2 separate regions of the Rattus norvegicus genome follow, and region 2 is linked to region 1. Evidence: chromatin contacts called from public Hi-C data. All regions are on one chromosome and are shown on one strand. Each heading gives the region's core, a stretch centred on a gene start, on an enhancer-like site or on the middle of the called end of the contact. The rest is flanking DNA. Distances are from core to core; before and after follow the strand shown. Region 1 overlaps Glb1 (galactosidase, beta 1). Region 2 holds the start of Ccr4 (C-C motif chemokine receptor 4).

Region 1 (5,245 bases), core at 1,456-3,955:
TACCCGCTCTAATTCGGAACCCCAAAACAGGCCTCTGAGAACAATTCCATAAAAACTGTGACAGAAAAAAAAAATCTCCCAGCACACCGAAAACTTTAATAAGTGCACGAACTCTAATTATCATGCTAAAGGAATATGAGATATTTATTTAAAAAAAATAAAGGTTAAACTGAACACAGTGGCACTTGGGAAGTACAGGCAGAAAGGTAAGAGTTAAGTGGCTAGCCTGGGGTCACAGTAAATTTGAGGGTAGCCTGGGCTACATGAGCGTCTACTTGAAAAATAAACAAAGAAATAGCTGTCACAGCGGCATTTACCTTTAACCCCGGCACCCAGGGGACACAGGCAGGTGGGCCTCTATGAGTTTAAGCCTGGTCTACAAAGAGAGTTCCAGGACAGCCAGAGGACAAAGAGAAGCTCTCTCTCAAAAAAACAAACACTTAAAAAGTAAGAATAAGCCAGGCATGGTGCTTACCTGTCACATAATCTTAGTATTCAGGAGGCTGAGGCAGGATTGTGGGTTCTAGATTAGCCTGAGCTACAATAGAGAGATCCTATCTCCTTTAAAAGAGGCAGCGTGTGTCTGTGTGTGTCTGTGTGTGTGTGAGTGTGTGTCTGTGTGTGTCTGTGTGTGTGTGAGTGTCTGTGTGTGTGAGGTGTGTGTCTGTGTGTGTCTGTGTGTATCTGTCTGTTTGTGTGTCTGTGTGTGTGAGGTGTGTGTGAGTGTGTGTGAGGTGTGTGTCTGTGTGTGTGGCTGTGTGTGTCTGTGTGTGTCAGTGTCTGTGTGAGGTGTGTGTCTGTGTGTGTCTGTGTGTGTCTGTGTGTGTCTGTGTGTGAGGTGTGTGTCTGTGTGTGTGAGGTGTGTGTCTGTGTGTGTGTGAGTGTGTGTGTGTCTGTGTGTGTGTGTCTGTGTGTGTCTGTGTGTGTGTGTGTGTGTCTGTGTGAGTGTGAGTGTGTGTGTGTGTGTGTGTGTGTGTGTGTGTGTGTGTGTGATGGCTCCTCAGCGGTTAAGCTCACTTAACACTTTTTCAGAGAATTTAGGTTTGGTTCCTAACCACATGGCCACTCACAACTGTCTGAAACTACAGTTCCAGGAGATATGCCTCCCTCTTCTGGACTCTGAGGGCATTGCATGCGCATGATATATAGACATACATGTTATATGAATATAACATTATATGTCTATATGTACATCTATAACAAGAAACAAAAAAAAAATCCCACCCAGTCTAGAGTACTACATAGCCCTGTGGTAATGTTCTTGCCCAACATGTGCGAAAGCCTGAGTTTGGCTCTCAGCACTGAAAACAAAGCCACAGGTAAACCTCCAACCTACAAGAAGACAAAAGACTTTCATCAGGGATACCAGGCCAGGAAATGGAATGAGCCAAACTGAACCGCCTTCCCCAGCTCTGGTGAAGACACACACACACGCGCCCATTCCCCGTCACTCTCGGCACAAAAGCCTGGTTGATGAGCCCCACAAGCACCATCCTTCCTCATACGGACCATCCAGGGTGAGCCACGGCCCACCGGAACTCTGTGTTAGCAACTGTGAGTGAACTGGGATCCAGAATAAATGGGGAATCCCCTAGATTTCTACCAAACCCACTAAAGCTTTCTCACCCTTTATCTTTTAAGACGTTATCGGTAATTCACACTGGCTCTGCAAAATCCAGTGATCACTCTCCCACAGTCACCTCACAGAGTCAGAGGATTCTGGAACATGCCTGTTGATGTGAACCTATATCCTGGCTCAAAAAATTAACCCGGTAAGATGAGCTGGGTTCCAAAAACCTAAGCACAAGACTTACTTCCTCACATCAAAAGCAGCCACACTCCATACCTCCTCCCATTCGGCTCCTCACTGGACCTTGGACCAACGACATGGCCTTGGCATAAATGTAAGTTTCATGAGCTATGACCTTTATTAGCGTATTGTGTGTGCTTGCGGGCAGACATGCACACGCACACATGTAGATCAGACAACACCCCGTAGGACTCTGTTCTCTTCTACCGTGTAGGTTCCCAGGATCGAAATCAGCCTGTCAGGCTTGGCAGCAGACACCTGTGCCTTCTAAGCCATTCCCTGCCCTCCTACCTTCGCCTCTTCAAGCTGATTTCAACTTCATGGTTTCTGAGGATAAAGTTCAAGTGAAAAGTGCTTCGCTATCTTTAAGAAGGCCAGACAGGCTCCTAATGAGTCCCTACCGGGTGTACACAGAGCTCTCTCCTACTTCCGAGCAACACAATAGCTAGAATGGAAGAAATAAAGTTAGGCGTGGGTATTGGGGGAGGGGGGTCCTCAGGCAAATGTCCTTCCTTACGTCTGGATTGCATCCAGCCCAGCCATCTTCATCTTTAGCAGCCGGTCCTCCCAGTAGAATCGGGGTATCCGGAAGTAGTGAATGCTTCCCGAGATGTAGCGGAATGGCTGCCCATCCTTGAGGAAGCGGTCCCGTTTGTAGTCCAGCTCAAATGTCCTCTGGGAGACATTCTGCAGGGCAAGGAAGGGGCCAGGTGAGAATGTGAACCTTTACTTCAGAAGTGCAGCCCGGGGCAGATGCTTTTCTGTTTAAGTTACACAACGAGCAGACTTACTACGTTACACAATAACTGATACACAAGCCGCGGCTCTGCCCAGCCCAGGTGACTTGGCTACAGAGTAACTGAGGAGGCCACCCCCTCTTTGGCTCTGCTCCCAAAATCTGGAGCCTGCTGACATCCAGGAGCTGGGACTCCATCCACTGAGCTGTGTGTGAGGCGTAGAGGCACACACATCAGCTCAACAGCAATGTCCCCCGTTCGGATCACCAGGAATATAAAAAGCAGGGCAGACAGCCAGGATCAGGTGCTGGGGGTGGAGTGTCAGAGAAGTGGAGGAAAGAGGATCAGAAATCCAAGGCGATCCTTAGCTACATTCAGAATTTGAGGCCAGCCTGTGCTACAGGATTGCCTGTCTCAAACGCACGAATTAATAGAACCATGGGTCCCCATCCTAACTGCTGCTCTGAGTCCCAGAGTGACCTGGGCAAGTGTCCTCTCCGTCCCCACCTCTCACCTGTAACCGCTGGGGAATCAGAGGAAAGGAACTTTCAAACGGTATTCTTTCTGTTATTTTATCTCTGTCCCCTCCCAACCCCCTTTGGAGCTGAGGACTGAATCCAGGGCCTTGCTCTTGCTAGGCGCTCTACCACTGAGCCAAATCCCCAACCCCTTGAACCGTATTCTTGAAGCCGTAGGGTACAACTCAGTTCATGAGTCGAACTGATTGGGGCCCCGGGGGACGTAAATCAGCACCTATCTCAGGGACAGACAACAGCGAATCGCACCCAGCACAGTAAACTCCAACACGCCCGGTATACACCTTCACCGGCTGAAAGGTCAAAGAAAGGAACCCAGTTTGGGATTAGAAGCTGTTAAACAGCGTGGAACACTGCACCCTGGTGGACGAAGGCAGGTAGCAAGGGGAAGCAGGCACCCTCCAAACCAGGGTTATGGGAAGCCGGAGTTGGCACGTGCGCCTGGAAGTTTTCAGGGAAGGGGGGGCGGGGCCAGGTTCCACCAGCCTCATAGCTGACTGGCTGATCGCCACAGTATGGGCTAGAAAATGAGGTGTATATTCGCAGGTCTCCCCTCCTCCCCCTCGTTCCTGTGATCATTTGGATTCTCAAGCCACCTGCCCCCCAAGCCTTTGTTTCAGGTTCTGTTTCCAGAGGGAAATTAAGACAAGTGGTACCAGGAACGGCCTACGGTGACGAGTAACTTTGACTGTCTCCAAGAACAGAGACGGAAGGCTAAGTGTGGTGGTTGAGAGTGGTCCCCATGCCCTCGTATATTTGAATGCTTGGTCCCCAGCTGGTAGAACTCTTTAGAAAGGATGGGGAGGTGTGGCCTTGTTAGAGGAGGTGTGTCATTGGGGGGTGGCTTTCGAGGTTTTTTTTTTTTTTTTATTTACATCATGTATGTGAGTACACTATCGTTCTCTTCAGACACACCAGAAGAGGGCATCAGATCCCATTACAGATGGTTGTGAGCCACCATGTGGTTGCTGGGATTTGAACTCAGGACCTCTGGAAGAACAGTCAGTGCTCTGAGCCATCTCTCCAGTCCACCTTCAAGGGTTTCTAAAGCCCGAGCCATTCCTAATTACCTCTCTCTGCCTCGTGCTTGTGGCTCAGCTTCTGCCCTGGCACCATGTCCTCCTGCTTGCTGCCATGCTCCCCACCCCCACCCCCCACCCGACCCCCTGCCATGATCATGGACTCTAAGTAAGTCCCGCAATGAAATGTTTTAGAAGTTGCCTTGGTCATGGCGTCTCTTCATGGCAACAGAATAGTGACTAAGACAAAGGTATCTGTGAGGGAGTTCCCGGGGAGTTTTAAATGGTGGTGGGAGACCTACTCTGATTGTGGGCGTTACTATGCATGGGCTGGGAGCTACGGCTGAAGAAAAGAAACTAGGCCAATGAGTATCAGTACTCATTTCTGTCTTTCCACCCTGGACCCAATGTGATCAGCTGTCTGCCTCACAGTCCTGCCCCATCTCGCTGGACTGCACCTCCACACCACAATCCAAGGACCCTTAGGTTTGTCAGGGCAGTGAGAAATGAAACAAAGACCTACACATGGGCTGTGGGCCAGCATCTGGAGTTTTTGGAGGTGACCCTACAGCTAGTGTTCAATACTCCAAAATGTATGCCATGTTCCTCACCTACGCTAGATACAGAAGAGGTCCAGGTTAAGGGGGACATGTTTAAATTAGCTTTAGTGTGCACGTGTATGAGTGTGCATGTCTGTAAGTGTGCATGAGTGTGTATGAGAGCACTGTGTAAGTGTGTGTGCTCACACACGTGTGTAGCATGCTTGGCGTTGTACGTGTGCCACAGTGCACATGCAGAGATCAGAGGACCGTGTGGAGTCCGTTCTTTCTCTCTTCCTTTCCCTGAGTTCTTTTTTTTTTTAGATTTATTTTATTTTATGTATGAGTACACTGTCGCTATCCTCAGACACACCAGAAGAGGGCATCAGATCCCATTACAGATGGTTGTGAGCCACCATGTGGTTGCTGGGAATTGAACTCAGGCCCTCTGGAAGAGCAGTCAGTGCTCTTAACCACTGAGCCATCTCTCCAGCCCCTTTCCCTGAGTTCTCTTTTTTTTTTTTTCTGGAGCTGGGGACCGAACCCAGGGTTCCCTGAGTTCTTGCACAGTAAGCACAGTACCTGTTGAACACTCTCCTCGTGC
Region 2 (4,913 bases), core at 1,935-4,434, 82 kb before region 1:
CTCTCCTGGCAGCAGCAAAATTCACATTCCAAATCTCTTCCTTGGGCAGGTTCTCATGCTCTGGAACCACTCTGTGGAAACCCCATTCACCTAGGGCCAGGGGTTAGACAGCAGAGGGCAGCTCCGGAGCTCCCCGCTATTCCAATTAGCCCATCAACAAAGCGCCTAACTAAACTCACCCACAAGAACTTACTATGCTGCTTCTGCTAAGGCTCTCTGTGCAGCCTTGCGTGGCAGGTTTCTCTCACTTATTGCAGTTTCTGGATGTTTAGCAACCGGATTAAAACCACAGCGGTTTAGCAGCAGGGTGCCAGGGGGCTCCTGGAGGGGTGAGGGGGCGGGCTTCTTCTTCCTATGCACTGCTCCTGTATGTAGCCTGAAGCATTTATCTACTTCGGGTCTTTGCTGTTGGAGTCAGTCCTTGTTATACCAGGGGTCGCTGCAGCTCCATCCATGTTGGACACATGGTGGTGTGTGTGGGGCAGGCTTTTTGTTGAGTTTTGCTCCTTTCTCAGCAATCAAGTCTAAGTGTCTACAAAAATGTCAAGAGCAGGATTGTAGGTTCAACTGTGTCTGCCAATCTTCCCCCTCTGGCTTCCTGTTTCTTCATATATGATCTGGATATTGTGAAAAATTTTACTACTTTTATATGTATTTATTATTATTATTTTCTCTTTTTTTCAGAGCTGGGGACTGAACCCAGGGCCTTGCGCTTGCTAGGCAAGCGCTCTACCACTGAGCTAAATCCCCAACCCCCCCCCTTTTTTTTTAGGTTTATTCATTTATTATATATAAGTACACTGTAGCTGTCTTCAGACACACCAGAAGAGGGCATCAGATCTCTTTACAGATGGTTGTGAGCCACCATGTGGTTGCTGGGAATTGAACTCAGGACCTCTAGAAGAGCAGTCAGGGCTCTTAACTGCTGAGCCATCTCTCCAGCCCTGTATTTATTATTAAATCTTATTCTTGGTCAATTTCTTCTTTTAAATGGTGCCATCTTTTTTAAAGGATTTATTTATTTATTTAAAGTACAGTAGCCTTCAGACACACCAGAAGAGGGCATCAGATCTCATTACAGAGGGTTGTGAGCCACCATGTGGCTCCTGAGAATTGAACTCAGGACCTCTGGAAGAGCAGTCAGTGCTCTTAACCACTGAGCCATCTCTCCAGCCCTCTTCTCTCTCTTTTTTTTTTTTCTTCCTTCGGAGCTGGGGACCGAACCCAGGGCCTTGCGCTTCCTAGGCAAGCGCTCTACCGCTGAGTTAATCCCCAAACCCGTCAATTTCATGTGTTACACAATGCTTTCCCGTTCCCTGCTCAATCCTGGTTTTGATTTTTAGTTTATTGTTGCTTTTTTTTTTTTAAGATTTATTTATTTTTAGTCAAGTGTAGTCGTGGTGCACACCTTTAATCCCAGCACTTTGGAAGCGGAGGCAAGACAGAAACCTAAATTTCAAGACAGCGGAAGCTACATAGTAAGACCTTGTCTCAAACTTCAGGCCTCGTGTCCCAGAAAAATGACTGTTCATTTATCCTCGTTCGTATGAGGCTTTGGCCTGCACATATGTAAGTGTACCGTGTGTGCAGTGGCCAGCCCCCTAGAACTGGAGTTACAGACACTGGGGTACAGAGAACTGAGAGCAGGTCAGTTCTCTTAGCCACACAGCTCTCTCTCCAGGCCCTGATGTTTAGTTTGAAATCCTCCCGGGGGAAGATCTTGTGCTTCTTCAGGATTGTGTTGGCACTATGACTGACCGCTGGTTATCGCTAGGGTAGTAACAGCCCTCCCGTCTCACAAGCCTGAAAGCTGCTCTAGGTCTCAAGACCGACTCATGGTCCACCCCGCAGCTCGGTCAGTCCAGTTTTCTATCTGTTTGCATGGATGGAGGTTTTGTCTCCATGCGCATTGCTGTATCGCTTTTGCGCCACGGCCAGGAGAGGGCAGCAGATCGCCTTTGCGCCACGGCCAGGAGAGGGCAGCAGATCCTCTGGAATCGGAGTTACCGGTACTGTTCATCCCCTTATTGAATCAAAGGGGCTGACAGAGTCGCCTTCTAAGCCAGGCACACAGACCAACCTTCCCCTCCTCTGCCTGTGTTTGATGTTGTTGGTTTTTCGTTTGCTTTTTGCTTGTTTTGTTGTTGGTTGCTTTGTTTTCTTTCTTTTTCTTTTCGGTTTTGGTCCTCTCCCAGAGCTGAAGATCAAATCCAGGACCTTGTACTTACATTTTTTTTTTTTTTTAAAACAACTGTGTGATCCTGGGGACTGAACCGAGGACTTTGATCATACTAAGCAAATCCTCTGCCTCTGCGCTCTGTCCCTAACCCACAACACATACATTTTACAAGTTGAAAAGCTTTAAGGATTTTCTTTTCTTTTTTTTCTTTTTTTTTTTTTTTTTTTGGTTCTTTTTTTCAGAGCTGGGGACCGAACCCAGGGCCTTGAGCTTCCTAGGTAAGCGCTCTACCACTGAGCTAAATCCCCAGCCCCAGGATTTTCTTTTCTTTTCTTTGCTTTTTTTTTCTTTTTTTTTCTTTTTTTTAGAGCTGGGGACCAAACCCAGGGCCTTGCGCTTGCTAGGCAAGCGCTCTACCACTGAGCTAAATCCCCAACCCCAGGATTTTCTTTTTATTCTCCCTACATGCTCCTTCCCTCCACCTTCTTCCCACCTCCCACCCCCAGTCCCCTGTCCCTTCTTCTTTGAGGCAGGCTCACATGTAGCCCAGGTTAGCCTTAAACATGCTATGTAGCCAAGGATGACCTTGGGCTCTTGATCCTCCTACCTCTACCCTCTACCACTCGAGTGCTGGGATTATAGTCTGCACCACTGCAAACACACCCCCCCTTTTCATTTTTTTCTTACTTTTTTTTTTTTTTTTTTTTTGGTTCTTTTTTTCGGAGCTGGGGACCGAACCCAGGGCCTTGCGCTTCCTAGGTAAGCGCTCTACCACTGAGCTAAATCCCCAGCCCCCATTTTTTTCTTTCTTACCACAGAAGAAATTATACTAGCCTAGCTTTGAGTTTGGGGAAATGAGTCACTCAGGGTTTTTTTTTTTTTTTTTCTTTCTTCCTTTCTTCTACCTTTTGTCAAGCAGCCCCATAAGGGTGAGGGAAGAATTGGTATGTCCCAGTGTCACAGGAAGTCACCCTTCAAAGCACCTGTGCTGCTTCTAGGATCCTGGCATTTCTTCACAGACTGTCCTCAGGACCACTTTCAGAAGAGCAAGGTAGGTGCAGACAGGGCCATTTGCAGGCAGGATCCGTGGTTATGCTGCTGCAGGTGTGTGTGGCTGCAGGGACCATGGACAGGTGGCCTGGCTAGCGCCACACTCGGGATTTGTTTGTTTTTTGTTTTTTTTTTTTTCTTGTAAATTTATTTCATGTGTAAGAATGTTTTGCAGGCATATATGAAAGTGCCCATGTGTGGGTCTGTGCCTGGGGAGGTCGTAAGAAGAGGGTCTGGGATCTCCTGGAACTGAGGTTACGGATGGTTGTGAGCCACCAACACAGGTGCTAGAAATTGAAGTCACGTCCTCTCCAAGAGCAACCTTAGCCACTGAGCCATCTCTCCTGATGCACACTCAGGCTTCTTTTTTTTTTTTTTTTTTTTTTTTTTTTTTTGGTTCTTTTTTTTTCAGAGCTGGGGACTGAACCCAGGGCCTTGCGCTTCCTAGGCAAGCGCTCTACCACTGAGCTAAATCCCCAACCCCTCACACTCAGGCTTCTTAACCTTAATCGTGCTCACTGGCCTCTACCTCGGAGTTCACACACTTCCTACCTGTCTGCATGCAGCCTAAGGCTCCATCAACCAGGCAACCACTTGGACTCGGCTCACACCCTCGACTCTGACCGGGGTTGCAAACCTTTCCGCTTGTTCCAGCAAGCCAAGAAATATCACATGCATGGGAATTAGGGAATTCTACCGAACTTATTTGCATACATTAATTTTCTTTTGAAAAGTATTTTATTACATTTCTTTTTTTTTTTGGTTCTTTTTTTTTTTTTTTTTTTTTTTTTTTTTTTTTTTTTTCGGAGCTGGGGACCGAACCCAGGGCCTTGAGCTTCCTAGGCAAGCGCTCTACCACTGAGCTAAATCCCCAACCCCTTATTACATTTCTTTATGTAGTGCACTGTGTGTGTCTGTGTGTGTGTGTCTGTGTGCATGTATGTGTGTGTGTATGTGTGTTTGTATATGTGTGTTGTGCATGTATGTGTATGTATGTGTGTGTATGTGTGTGTGTATGCGTGTATTTGTATATATGTGTGTGTATGTGTGCATGTGTGTGTGTGTGTGTGTTTACATGCATACTAAGGGTGCCTGTGTGGTGGTCAACGGATGATTTGGAAGAGTCTGGTTTTTTTTTTTTTTTTTTACCATGTGAAACCAGGGGATTAAACTCAAGCTTGATGCAGATGTCTGCATTGGTCGAGCATCTTTTTGGCCTCTTGGTTTTGAGAGTCTGACACAGTGTAGGCCTCAGACTCATTGTGTTGCTGAGGCTGGCCTTGAGCTTCTGGTCTAAAGCCTCTGCCTCCCAAGTGCTGGCTATCGGCACGAGCCAGTAGGCTGGGCTATCCTTTTGGTTTGCGTGTTCGTTCTTCTGAGCCCATCTTCATCTACATTCCTCCGTTTTACTTCGTTTTCCCCCTTTATATCTCACCAGTAAAATAATAGCCACACAAGACAGTGGGTAGTCTTTGACAAGCTTCTTGGGACACCCTCCCATACAACAAGTCTTCATCATACCTTTCTAGGAAAAACAAATATGTCTTTTGAGAAATACCAGGGACTGGGGAGACCACTCAGTGGGCAAAAGCATTTATAGCATAAGCATATAACCTGAGAACTCCAGCAGGCGAGCAAAAGCGGGGTGCAGCCCTGCGCGGTAGAGATGAGCAAATGGTATGTC

The links. A called contact is a pair of places that touch in the nucleus more often than the background predicts.
Region 2: a contact with region 1 is called in a Hi-C map of kidney, with 7 times the contacts expected there. The contact joins the promoter of Ccr4 here to the enhancer-like site in region 1. A contact is called at or near these places in 11 of 12 Hi-C or Micro-C datasets (the A7r5 cell line, the Rat2 cell line, Schwann cells and 7 more).

The regions. Positions count from the first base shown.
Region 1 is chr8:122,975,886-122,981,130 of GRCr8, reverse strand. Glb1 (galactosidase, beta 1) reads right to left here. Exons shown (of 16, transcript NM_001108192.2): 2 at 2,328-2,497. Among named protein-coding and RNA genes, the nearest start is that of Glb1, 15 kb to the right of the region's middle. Within about 2 kb of position 2,705, at least 3 of the 93 cell types and tissues checked have an H3K27ac peak or open chromatin away from gene starts, as enhancers often do. A contact at or near this core is called in hepatocytes and kidney, where this site is marked.
Region 2 is chr8:123,058,515-123,063,427 of GRCr8, reverse strand. It overlaps Ccr4 (C-C motif chemokine receptor 4), which reads left to right and starts at 3,184. Exons shown (of 2, transcript NM_133532.3): 1 at 3,184-3,230.